Linked DNA regions of Rattus norvegicus: region 1 is linked to region 2. Evidence: chromatin contacts called from public Hi-C data. All regions are on one chromosome and are shown on one strand. Each heading gives the region's core, a stretch centred on a gene start, on an enhancer-like site or on the middle of the called end of the contact. The rest is flanking DNA. Distances are from core to core; before and after follow the strand shown. Region 1 has its middle 110 kb from the start of Tnc. Region 2 holds the start of Tnc (tenascin C).

Region 1 (5,284 bases), core at 1,252-3,751, 110 kb before region 2:
TAGTCTTGTCATGAGAGGGGTCAGTCTGCATAAGATTTTACCTTTCTTCAGAAAGTTGAGCTAGAGAATATATTTATTCCCAGGACACAGTCTCCTTTCATGATTCCAACCCTAGTCTTTGATGTTGTTATAGGATTCAAGGTTTATTGAACATTGGATTCTCAAGTTCACAGTGGAACTAGTGGCTCCTTTTATATCAAATATGGTCTTTCTTTAGCCACCTACAAAACATTAATGGAGCACTACTCTGCTTGTCACTGAAGTCATAACAATAAAGATACCATGCTGCCTTTTCAAACTTGTAATTGAGTGACTTTTGTTGACATTAAGGACACAGAAGTGTGCATTATGATCCAAAAGTAAATGAGTCTCAACCACAGTCTTTCCTTGGAGACTTATATACTATAATATTATATAACTGATTTAATGCTATACAAGAGAACAAATGCACCTGTAGATCTTACAGAACTAGAAATTCACTTGATAAAATTCTTAAGCAATTTACACTTCACTTTCAGTTACTGGTCCACAACTTAATCACCTACTTACTACCTGCTGTAAGGCTGTTTATAGTTGGTCTTGCAGACAGTCTCAATGAACTAAGTTATACATGAGGATAAGTTATTCATGGTCATACCCAATACTGTCAGATGCATTTTATTAATAAGGGAACTGAAGTCTAGAAAAAAATCAGAAGCCTAGCCGAGTTGAATCAAGACCAAGTCCATCATCTTTAATATCATCATTTCTATTATGATAACAAGATATAATCATCAATTCTTGTATATTATAGCAGGAGCAGCCATTCATTCATTCATTCATTCATCCATTCATCAAGCAAACATTTAACTAAGCCTGTTATGTACAAACATATTTTAAATCATACGTAGTTGTAGCCTATCAAGATGTCTCAGAGAAAAAAAGAAATTTGCTATGCAAACTTGACAAACTAATTTTGATCTCAGGAACCCACAGACATGTGGAAGGAGAGGACTGATTCCTGAGAGTTGTTTTCTGACCACCACACCTGCACTGTGCCAGTCATGCTCTCACATGCATATGTTTATATAACAATAATGTATAGTATTATTTTTAAAGACTCAGCTCTTATGACCAAAGCGCAAAGACTTCAATAAACAATCTATTCATTAAGAGGTAACCACTGGGCCATTTCACCTTCAGTTATTATGAGTAATGAGATGTGTGGACACCAGTGTGTGAACATGTATCTGCAAGCTTTTTGTATAGAAATGTGCTTCAATATGCTGTAATGTTTTCCCACTATAAACAGGACTGATGTATTGATACATTCTGTAGCATAAATGAATGTTGATGACATTGTAAATAAAAGTAGTCAGGTATAAAAAGGCATGCATTTCATCATTTTATTTGTAAAAAGTATCTATTAGAGGGACTGGGGAGATGGCTCAGTAAGTAAGAGTACCTATCACAGAAGCATGGGGACCTGAGTTCAGAGTGTGATCCACATATAATCTGCTTGGGGCCATACGTACAGGCAATTCCCCCTCTTGGCAGAGTAGAGAGACAGAAACATCTCTGAAGCTTGCTGGTCAGGCATTCTAGCTACAGAATACTAAGCACGGGAAAGAGACATTGTCTCTAAGAAACAGGGTAAAGACTGATAGAGCAGGACATCCAGTGTGCCCCCTTTAGCCTTGTCACTTTAATATACAGATATGTACAATAGCCCTCCCTTGATAACACTTACATGTGAACAACATGCAAAATCACATCCAGTTGTAGGTATAAATATAAGCATCCAGTTGCAGGTAAAAATCTATAGGGTGCAATGACTACAGACAGGACTATGGAAAGGCACAAATTTTCTTTCTGTGTGTTCTAAAAATAAACTGAATGGTGCTTGTACAACTGGGTGAATGAACCAAAAACCACTAGTCACATACTTCAAACATCCTAATTACATACTACAAAACAAAGAATTTCATGCCATGCACACAAGAGGACATGCAGTATTAAGACTAACTCAAAAGAAGTGTGATGAATGGTTTGTGTGAGGGTGGAAAGGCTGCAGACGGCTGAAGGGAATATCCGTGCTACACCTATAACCCGCTTTATTGAAAGCATATTGTGTATTTTGCATTATGTCAAAAATTCTTTTGACATAATTTATTATTAGTTTATTTCAATTAACCATCAAATTTCATTTGACCATTAAGCAATTAGGGCCATTGGAACTTGCCATGTGCCATACCCTAAGTTATAGGGATTAGCTATAGAGCTCCTAATGGCAGTAAGATCGCTGCTTCAATAAAGCGTCCATTCTATTGAGTGGCAAGCCAAGAGTGTAATGGCAAAAAGAAATGAAAGCCACTCAGAGGGCACAGGTCACAGGCTGTGGGGAGTTTTATTTTTCCCCAAGATGGTTAAAGAAATAGTCACTAAGTGACTGTGGGTGGTAACCCAGAGCTTACAGGCTGGAGTTCTAAAGCTAAACAATGTGGTGATATAGAGGGTGATGTCATTAGATGCTAATTGAGACTTTATCCACCCTCTTGGTTACTGGCCGAGGTAGTGTGAGAGGATGCTGAGGAGTGAGTCACATCCTCATTCTCTCAGTTACAGCATGGTGTTCTATTATCTTCTACGTCTTCCCATGGCAGTACCCAGTTCCAAGACCTACCAAGTGTGGATGCATCAGACAAAGAAGCCTTTAACCAACAGAGATGGCAAAAGAAGCAATATCCTATAGCCAAGACTAGGAAACCCAGCTTGCAGATGAAGAAATGAATCCTTCAGATTTTTCCCAGAGTTAAGAGTGGGAACTGACCTCTGACCTGGACTCGAAGGCCCACCAACCTTCACAGACATTTACTTCACTCCATTCTTGACTGAACATAAAACCCCCAATCCAACCTGAATGTGTTCCTTGGTCTAAGGCTATTTCCTCTCCATAAGAGCACCAGGCAGTCTCCATGTTGCCATAGCAAACTACAGATCATAGAGCCACCCTGACAATGAGAATACTGTACCCTCTGACTAAATCCAGCTCACAATGTCTGATTAGCCCATGCGAAAAACAGCTCGGGCCCCCTGAAAATCAGTTGGCTGCCTTCCCAAGAAAGCTTTTTATTCATCTAATTTAACATTTTCTCCTACTATCAAAATGGGGGCAGTCTCAATGCTCTATTCCTGGCTGAGACTCCCTTGGAGGTTAGACTTCCCTAAGACTGTTCATTCTTTCTGCAACTCACTTTCCTGCCCATAGGGTCACAGCCTCTCTCACCCATTGAACCCTCCTCCTGTGGTTTAGAGACAAAGTGAAGGTGACCTGATTCTGATGATAGAGAAGCGACAGAGGGTATAAATAGTTCATTTAGGACATGGCTTAGAGGTAGAGCTGACAGGTTCTGTTCCTGGAGCAGATGAGAAAAGAGAGACAAATGAGTTCTCAGGGGAGAGTTGCCAAGTTCTGACAAGTGGAAGACCAGTGTGGGAGGGAGAGTCGAGCTTACGTGTATATGTACCCCCTAAAAAGTGTTTTATACAGACAGGTCAAGTGGAATAGATTACCTATTAGATACACAAGTACAATATGTAATGCACACTCTAAATGTCTGGGTTTCAGAATATCCTGTGACTAAAAGGAGCCCTTCTCAATCTTAGCACAATTAATTTTGCTGTACAATTCTTAGCAGTACCTTGCTGTTTCCCTACACCATGACATTTATCACCCTCCATGAATTAGATCCCAGCAGCAATGCCCCACTTACCTGGAGTCATGGTGACAACATGAAAATTTTCTTTTCAGACATGGCAGAGTATCTGGTGGTATAAATCACTCCCAGCCGAGAACTACTAACCTAGTGCTACCCAGAGTGGGACAGTTATAAGCTCATGGACTAGAATCTATCTATTTACCTATAGATACGTTTACTGCTGGAACACATACTCTTACACATTTATTCTTCACATGTGTACTGACTTGTAACTTACTTATTTCATCACAGAAGATCTGAGCATGCTGGTGCATGTACTATGAACGTGCATAGTAACATCTCATTTTAAAATGTCATACTATTCTATAGCATGAATCTCTTCAGTTCATCTACATCTGAGCCCTTAAGTTTGGTGATTTGTTTCCACAGTTGTTTTGTTTGCAATGAATTTCTTACAGCATAACTCTTTACTCCTTGTGCAGAGTATCCCTCAGGTAGTGAAAACTGGAATTGTTCAAATGCATAATGTTTGCTTCAGGAAGATAGTTTATTTAAATGATTTTTATGTGCACCCTCGCACCTGGGTTTCTTTGTGATCTGACCTAGCAGCAGCTACTTACCTTTTTCCCAAATATGAGTGGGCTTTGTGACTAACCTTGAGTCACAGAAAGCAGCACTGTTGAAAACTCAGCAACACAAGCAACCTTAGATGCCATCTTGCTCTCAAGGTGTCATAAGCTTGTCCCAAGGAACAGTATACATCAGAACTATGGAATAGCAAAGGCAGATTAAGTTTGCAGTAGACTGTTGAGTGGAGCACTAAGGGGATGAGTCAGGAGGAACGCAGGTTAAAATTGTCACCTTGGAACAAGCAAATCTTGAAGACTGGACATGAGATGCTATTTATAAATATCACCTGCTCATCAGAAACAAGAACTGTCAGGCCCAGCTTCTCTCAGCTGATTAATCCCCAAAGTCCTGGCCCTTGTCCTTGTGGGCATATGATAGAGCAGACTGTCAGATGCTGAACATCTGTAATGCACAGAAGCAAAGGAGGTCAAGGCTGTTGATTTATTTCCCCTGGGATGAGTCTAGTCTTTGCTAGCATAGCCATTTATAAAGGAAGAAGTCTGTTAGAAGGGTAGGATTTGTTTTTCAGAGCATAAAATGTATCTCAGATATTTGACTTAAGGGGACATTGAAGGGTTCTTTGGCAAGAGGGATACTGAAAACAGTTTTAGCTTCCAGTCAAATCAGAGTAGGGACCTAAAAGTCTTCAAACACCTTGGCAGTTTTCATTCTTCAAAATGGGAGGTTTCATTCTTTTCCATCCCTCCTGGTGTGCCAGGATGTGACATTTGACATCTGAAATTCTCTGCTGTGCTATTCAAGGATCTGTCTGATCTAATGTAAGCTGCAATTTCACTCGAGGAGGAGTGGCTGGTAAACCCCATTTGTTTTCTTCATGCTGGCTCTGTCCTCCACCCTCTCTTCCTTGCCCACCTTCTTTCTCTCCTTTTAGGATTGTTTTCAACATAAAAGAAGCATTATTTAAGAAGAACAATTATTCCAGTTAGTGATTTAGT
Region 2 (5,054 bases), core at 1,681-4,180:
TCAACAGAGAGGAGGAGGAGAAAGCTGTAGTGATACACAGAGGAATTTTATTCAGCCATAACGAAAAGTACAGCTATGCCATTTGCAGGAAAATGTATGGAACTGGAGATCACTGTGCTAAGTGAAATAAACTAAACTCACACAGGTAGACAAACACTGGATATTTCTCTTACATAATGCTAACTAGGAGAAAATAACAGTAAACAGAGGACTCTCGGGGATGGAGGGCAAGCGTCGAAAAGGCATTAGAAGACTGAATATCAAAATATATTATGCACATTATGGAAATAGCACAACAAACACATCACTCAGTATAATTACTAGATGTAGAAGTATAAATAGTCCAGGGGAACAGAACAGGGTCTAGTCTGAGCAGTCGTCCTCACTGCAAGGCCAAGGTATAGCTAGAATTATGATGTTTGGCAGCATTTTTGGAGAAAACTTTTTTTGTTGGTAGTGAAAGGGTTTCTTGCCCTTGTTTGTTCTTGTGGGTTTTGTATGGTGGGTTCTGTTTGTCTTTGAGAAAAGGTTTCAGTCTACAGCGCAGGCTGGCCTCAGACTCATGATGATCCTCACTCCAGGATTACAAAGGACTGAGCCTCCATAACCTGCTGAACATTCATTTTACAAGTAGATTGCAGTAAAGCAGAGACTGAACCATCAGCCAAGGAGATAGCATGGGCTAGACCTAGGGCATAAGTAGCACATATGTACCAGCAGATGTGCAGCATGGTCTTCATGTGCACCCCTCCCCATAACTGGAGCAGAGGCTGCCCCTGAATCTGTTTCTTGTCTGCGGATCCCATTCTTCTAGCTGGGCCACCTTGTCTGTTCTCAGTGGGGGAAAATTCACCTGCAGAGACTTGATGTGCCCAGGGTGGGTTGACACCCAGGGTCTGCCCACCCCTCTTTCCCAGAGGAAGGGAAGGGATGGGAGCTGTGGGAGGGATATTGGGAGGAGAGGGAGGCTGGATATTGGGATGAGAAGTGAATAAATAAATTAATGGGGAAAAAAAGATGTGTCTACAGTGTCGTGTGACACACTTCTATAACAGCTGATGGCTACATTCTTAAGTGTCAGGATCTCTGGCTGTTTCCCCTCTCAGGGCCGCCCATTTGGCTTTGCTTTCCAGTAATAGATTAAGCAGTTTGTGGTAGCTGTGAATTCATGATTGACTATAGAACACTAAGAATTGTTGGGGACCAGGGATCTCAGGTCCGGAACATTCTTAGAAGAAGCCCTATTAATCACACAGGCTTTTAGCAGACACTCTCAACTTATTTAAATGCCTTGTTCAGGTCTATATAATTAGTTACAAGTAAATTGATCATATATTGTGTATAAGCGTAGCTCATGGGACACAAGGAGTAAATAAGTGCCTGCCTAACACTTTATTTGCTCACTGAGAAGAGGTAACCTGGGTCTACTTAGCAAAGCCTAGAAGCATGGAAACACTCACTACTGGTAGAAAGGCAGGCTCGTGCCACTGAAATATGTTTTGGCTAACATGCAGAATGAAAAAAATTCCCAAAGCTACGAGCATCTGAATCAGCCCAAATGGTTTAAAAGTTCAAATGAGTCGTTTTATGACATGACTATTTATGGATGTTTTTGATGTCTGAAGGGTGTGGGGTGGGGTCACTTAAGCTGAGAATCTTAGAGTCCTGGAATCAGTGCTGCCGTAGGGAGAGCCTAATTTTGACTAGCTTTATTCTACCAGAGAAACTGAGACTAAATGTTATGATAACGGCTGAAGGATGGTATCAACCGTAGTGGAGAGTTGAAATTTCCGATACTGGTTGTTAATTAAAATATCATAAGTCTCTTCTAAATTACAGAACAGAGAGATGTATTTTCCACAGTCCAACAAAGCAGCTGTGCCTGTACTAGTGTGACAGTCTCACTCACTGTTTCTGATCACTAATGTGTCATGGAGCCATGAGGTCTTAATGCTTCCCAGACACAGACCCCTGATGGCTTTTAAACTGCTTCTCTAAATTGCAGGGTACAAGCACTGTCCCAAACAAGCCCAGAAGTACCACGAGTTTAGCCCCAGGTTCCCCGAGGATAATATAACATACTAACGGAGGACTTCAACCTCAAAGATGAAGTTGTTACGGCTTAAAATGTATTAGTGCTTCTCTAAAAGAAATAAAAAGTCACTCAGCACCTAGGTACACTGGGAGCGCAGGAGGTTCAGGAGCCACCAGACTTAGTAGACCCTACTAAGTGGAAGGCACTTAGCATATGGCATAAACAATGTCAAAAAGTGACTCCTGGGGGACATTGGGATCTGTAATGATTCCCCCAGGCAGCTGGGCACCCCGAAGAGCTCACTCTTCTAAGCTCCCAGTATGGTTCCCACCTGCTGAGAACTAATCTTGGGTTATCTCCAAACTAGCCAAGAGAAACCTGAACTGCCCTGGCTTTGCTCAACCCTCCTCGAGCTCCTCTTTCCAGGAACTGGGTTCAGCCCTCGGGCTTTCTCTGAGGTGCCACCCCGCAGCTGCTGCCCAGAGCCCAAGGAAGCCCAGGTCGTGTTTCCAGCTTGCTCAAGTCCAGGAGCATAGCCAGGATCCAGTTCCCTCTCATCCCTGCTCTCAAGGCTTCGGTTTCACAATTAGAATACGCGTTTGTGGAGCAATGCAAAAATCACACTTCACTAACAACTACTCTGCGGGGGCGGAGGGAGCTGAAATTCCTACTTTTTTTTTCTTCACTATAAATTGTATGCAAATGGTCCGTTAGCTGGCTGAGCGCCTGGAGTGAGTGCGTCTTTCATGAGCTAACCCTGTTCCGCTGGGAGGGCTGTGCCTTTAACTCACCAACTGAAAAAAAAAAAAAAGTGGGAAAGGATGTCTGGAGGCGAGGCGTCCCATTACAGAGGAAGGAGCTCCCTATATAAGCCAGCCAAAGCTGGCTGCTCCAGCCACAGCCTGCCTACTGTCACGCGTCTCTCCCGCGCGCTGAACACACACCCTAGCCTCTGGTGGGCACAGACAGTGGCTGGGGAGACGCTAGGGACTGCGCGCTTGGGAACTCGCCCAGGTACTTCTCTGAGCCGGTGCACCCAGAGACCTTGATTTCTCCGACCTGGAATAGGTGAGTCTGTTGATCCCATCTCCCAGGGTTTTTCTGGTGTGCTCCTGGCATTCCCGGTGCCCAGTACAGTGTGGGTTTGTAACTATAACACTTCTGTTTTATTTCCAAGCCGGGTAAAAGAGTGTTTCCCGGGTGTGATCTGATGTGCCCACCCTGGTATTCCCTACTTTGCTCTCCTGCAGTCTTGTATTTGGTATGGATCTGTCACTAGTTACCATTCAGAGGAACTTTAGGTAAAGTTTTTGTCTCTGCCTTTCTTTGGGGAAAAAGTCTTACTTTTCCTCTTAACCTTTGACCTAGTTGATTCTCACCTGTGGATTTTCCCCTTTATGAGTGTTAGGGAAGTAGCATTTTATAGCGGCATTTGCTCGCAATGGTGCGGTGGGACGAGTATTAAAGCAGGGAGAACACAACTGCACATCCACAGTCTTAGCACTTGACAGCTTTCGTTCCCCTCCCTCTCCATTTGATCCTCAGTGTCCATTCTGGGGAAAGACAAAAACTGGGATACTAGAGCGAGGGGATAAGCTCTGGGCACAGATGAACAACTCACAGGCTGTAAGATGAGACCCGTGGGCACGTCCCTGGGTTCTTGAAGCAGGGTGACAACCTCCTGATTCGCAGACCTCAGGTAGAGCATGGTTAGAAGGTTTGGAGGCACCTGAATCCCATATTGCTCCCAAATCGGGCTCCCTCCTCACACTTTATCCCAGAATCCCAGTAACATCTTCCCTAGCTGGGGGAAGCCACCTTCCCTGGTGAACTTCGGAAAGACCCCAGAGATTCCCCTATGCCATCTGTGTTACAGGGGGATTATGAGGTTGGGGTTTGACCCTAGAAGTGACTTAGGCATTCCCAGGAGTGCCACCACAACATAAATGTGCCAGGAAAATATGTAACCTCTGTGAACCTTAGGTTCCACTTCGCTAAAGAGGGGACAACAGCTCCCCTTATAGTGAAGAGCAAGTGAGGAACAAAAAGATCAAATTAGCAACTGGGCCATCTCTGTCATGGCCCAAAGCTGCCATCACTCTGGAAGTGAAAAGCACCACTTACCCAGTTTTGGAGTGTGTCTGCTTACCCTCCCCTTTTTATCTTGTCTGATCTCAGAGTGCCTGCTCTGCTAGCCTGGCATGTATTTTACAAGCAAGGGGTTGTGTTGGCACCATTAGGAGGAAAGGTGGCAGCCTGGGGCTTCATGTGAGTGTAGAGTTCTGACTCCAGAAGGTCCTCAGGCAATCACAGGCTCAGGTGCCTGGCTATGGACTGCTGTGTGGCTGACGGTTCTTTGGAATCCGATTCTTTGCATCAGAGGGTGAACTGGACTGGGAGCTCTCATTAAGAGTGAATGTCTCTTTCTTCTGTTTTTGTGAATCCCCTTTTCTTGGTTTTATAGAGCTTTCCCATATGTACCTTAGAAATGAAAACTGCCCCCCCACCACCACCTGGTCCTGAGATATAACAAAGCTCACCCAGGCTGGTGAGAAGTATGCTCGCTCTAAAGAAGCTGATGGAAAGCACTCCTGTCCTGTGAACCAAGCCTTTCGCAGGGCATGGGTGGCAGTATGCCTTGGCTTTGTACATTCCAAGAATGTGACCCTATCTGGGGAAAGAAGCTGGTGCAGGGTGCGAATATCCTCTGGGTTACTCAAATGGTGTGAGCAGGAGAAAGAGCACTGAAAAGGGTGTAGTCAAGCTCCGCAATCACCCACCCCTCCTTTGTTCAAAACACCCAGTTTCATGCTCTTGGCCTCTCTTTACCCTGTCTCAAGAGGTGACAAGATTTCCATCCATCAGCTTTGTCACTCCTACAAAGAGGGTTAGGAGTTAACCTCTCCTGGGTCTCTGTGGCATGCACCTCATATAGATATGACTGGCTCTTGACACATCGTAAGAGGTCAATAGACAGAGACATTTCTGTTTACCTTGTTACTAGATCACAGATACTTTC

What was found. Hi-C and Micro-C count contacts between places; a contact is called where the count stands out from the background.
Region 1: a Hi-C map of Schwann cells shows a contact between it and region 2, with 2.4 times the contacts expected there. The contact joins the enhancer-like site here to the promoter of Tnc in region 2. A contact is called at or near these places in 1 of 12 Hi-C or Micro-C datasets (Schwann cells) and 1 of 1 datasets of contacts at active chromatin or transcription factors (oligodendrocytes).

What each region holds. Positions count from the first base shown.
Region 1 is chr5:82,583,573-82,588,856 of GRCr8, reverse strand. No RefSeq gene overlaps it. Among named protein-coding and RNA genes, the nearest start is that of Tnc, 110 kb to the right of the region's middle. Within about 2 kb of position 2,501, at least 11 of the 93 cell types and tissues checked have an H3K27ac peak or open chromatin away from gene starts, as enhancers often do. A contact at or near this core is called in Schwann cells, where this site is marked.
Region 2 is chr5:82,474,007-82,479,060 of GRCr8, reverse strand. Tnc (tenascin C) reads left to right here and starts at 2,930. Exons shown (of 26, transcript NM_053861.2): 1 at 2,930-3,103.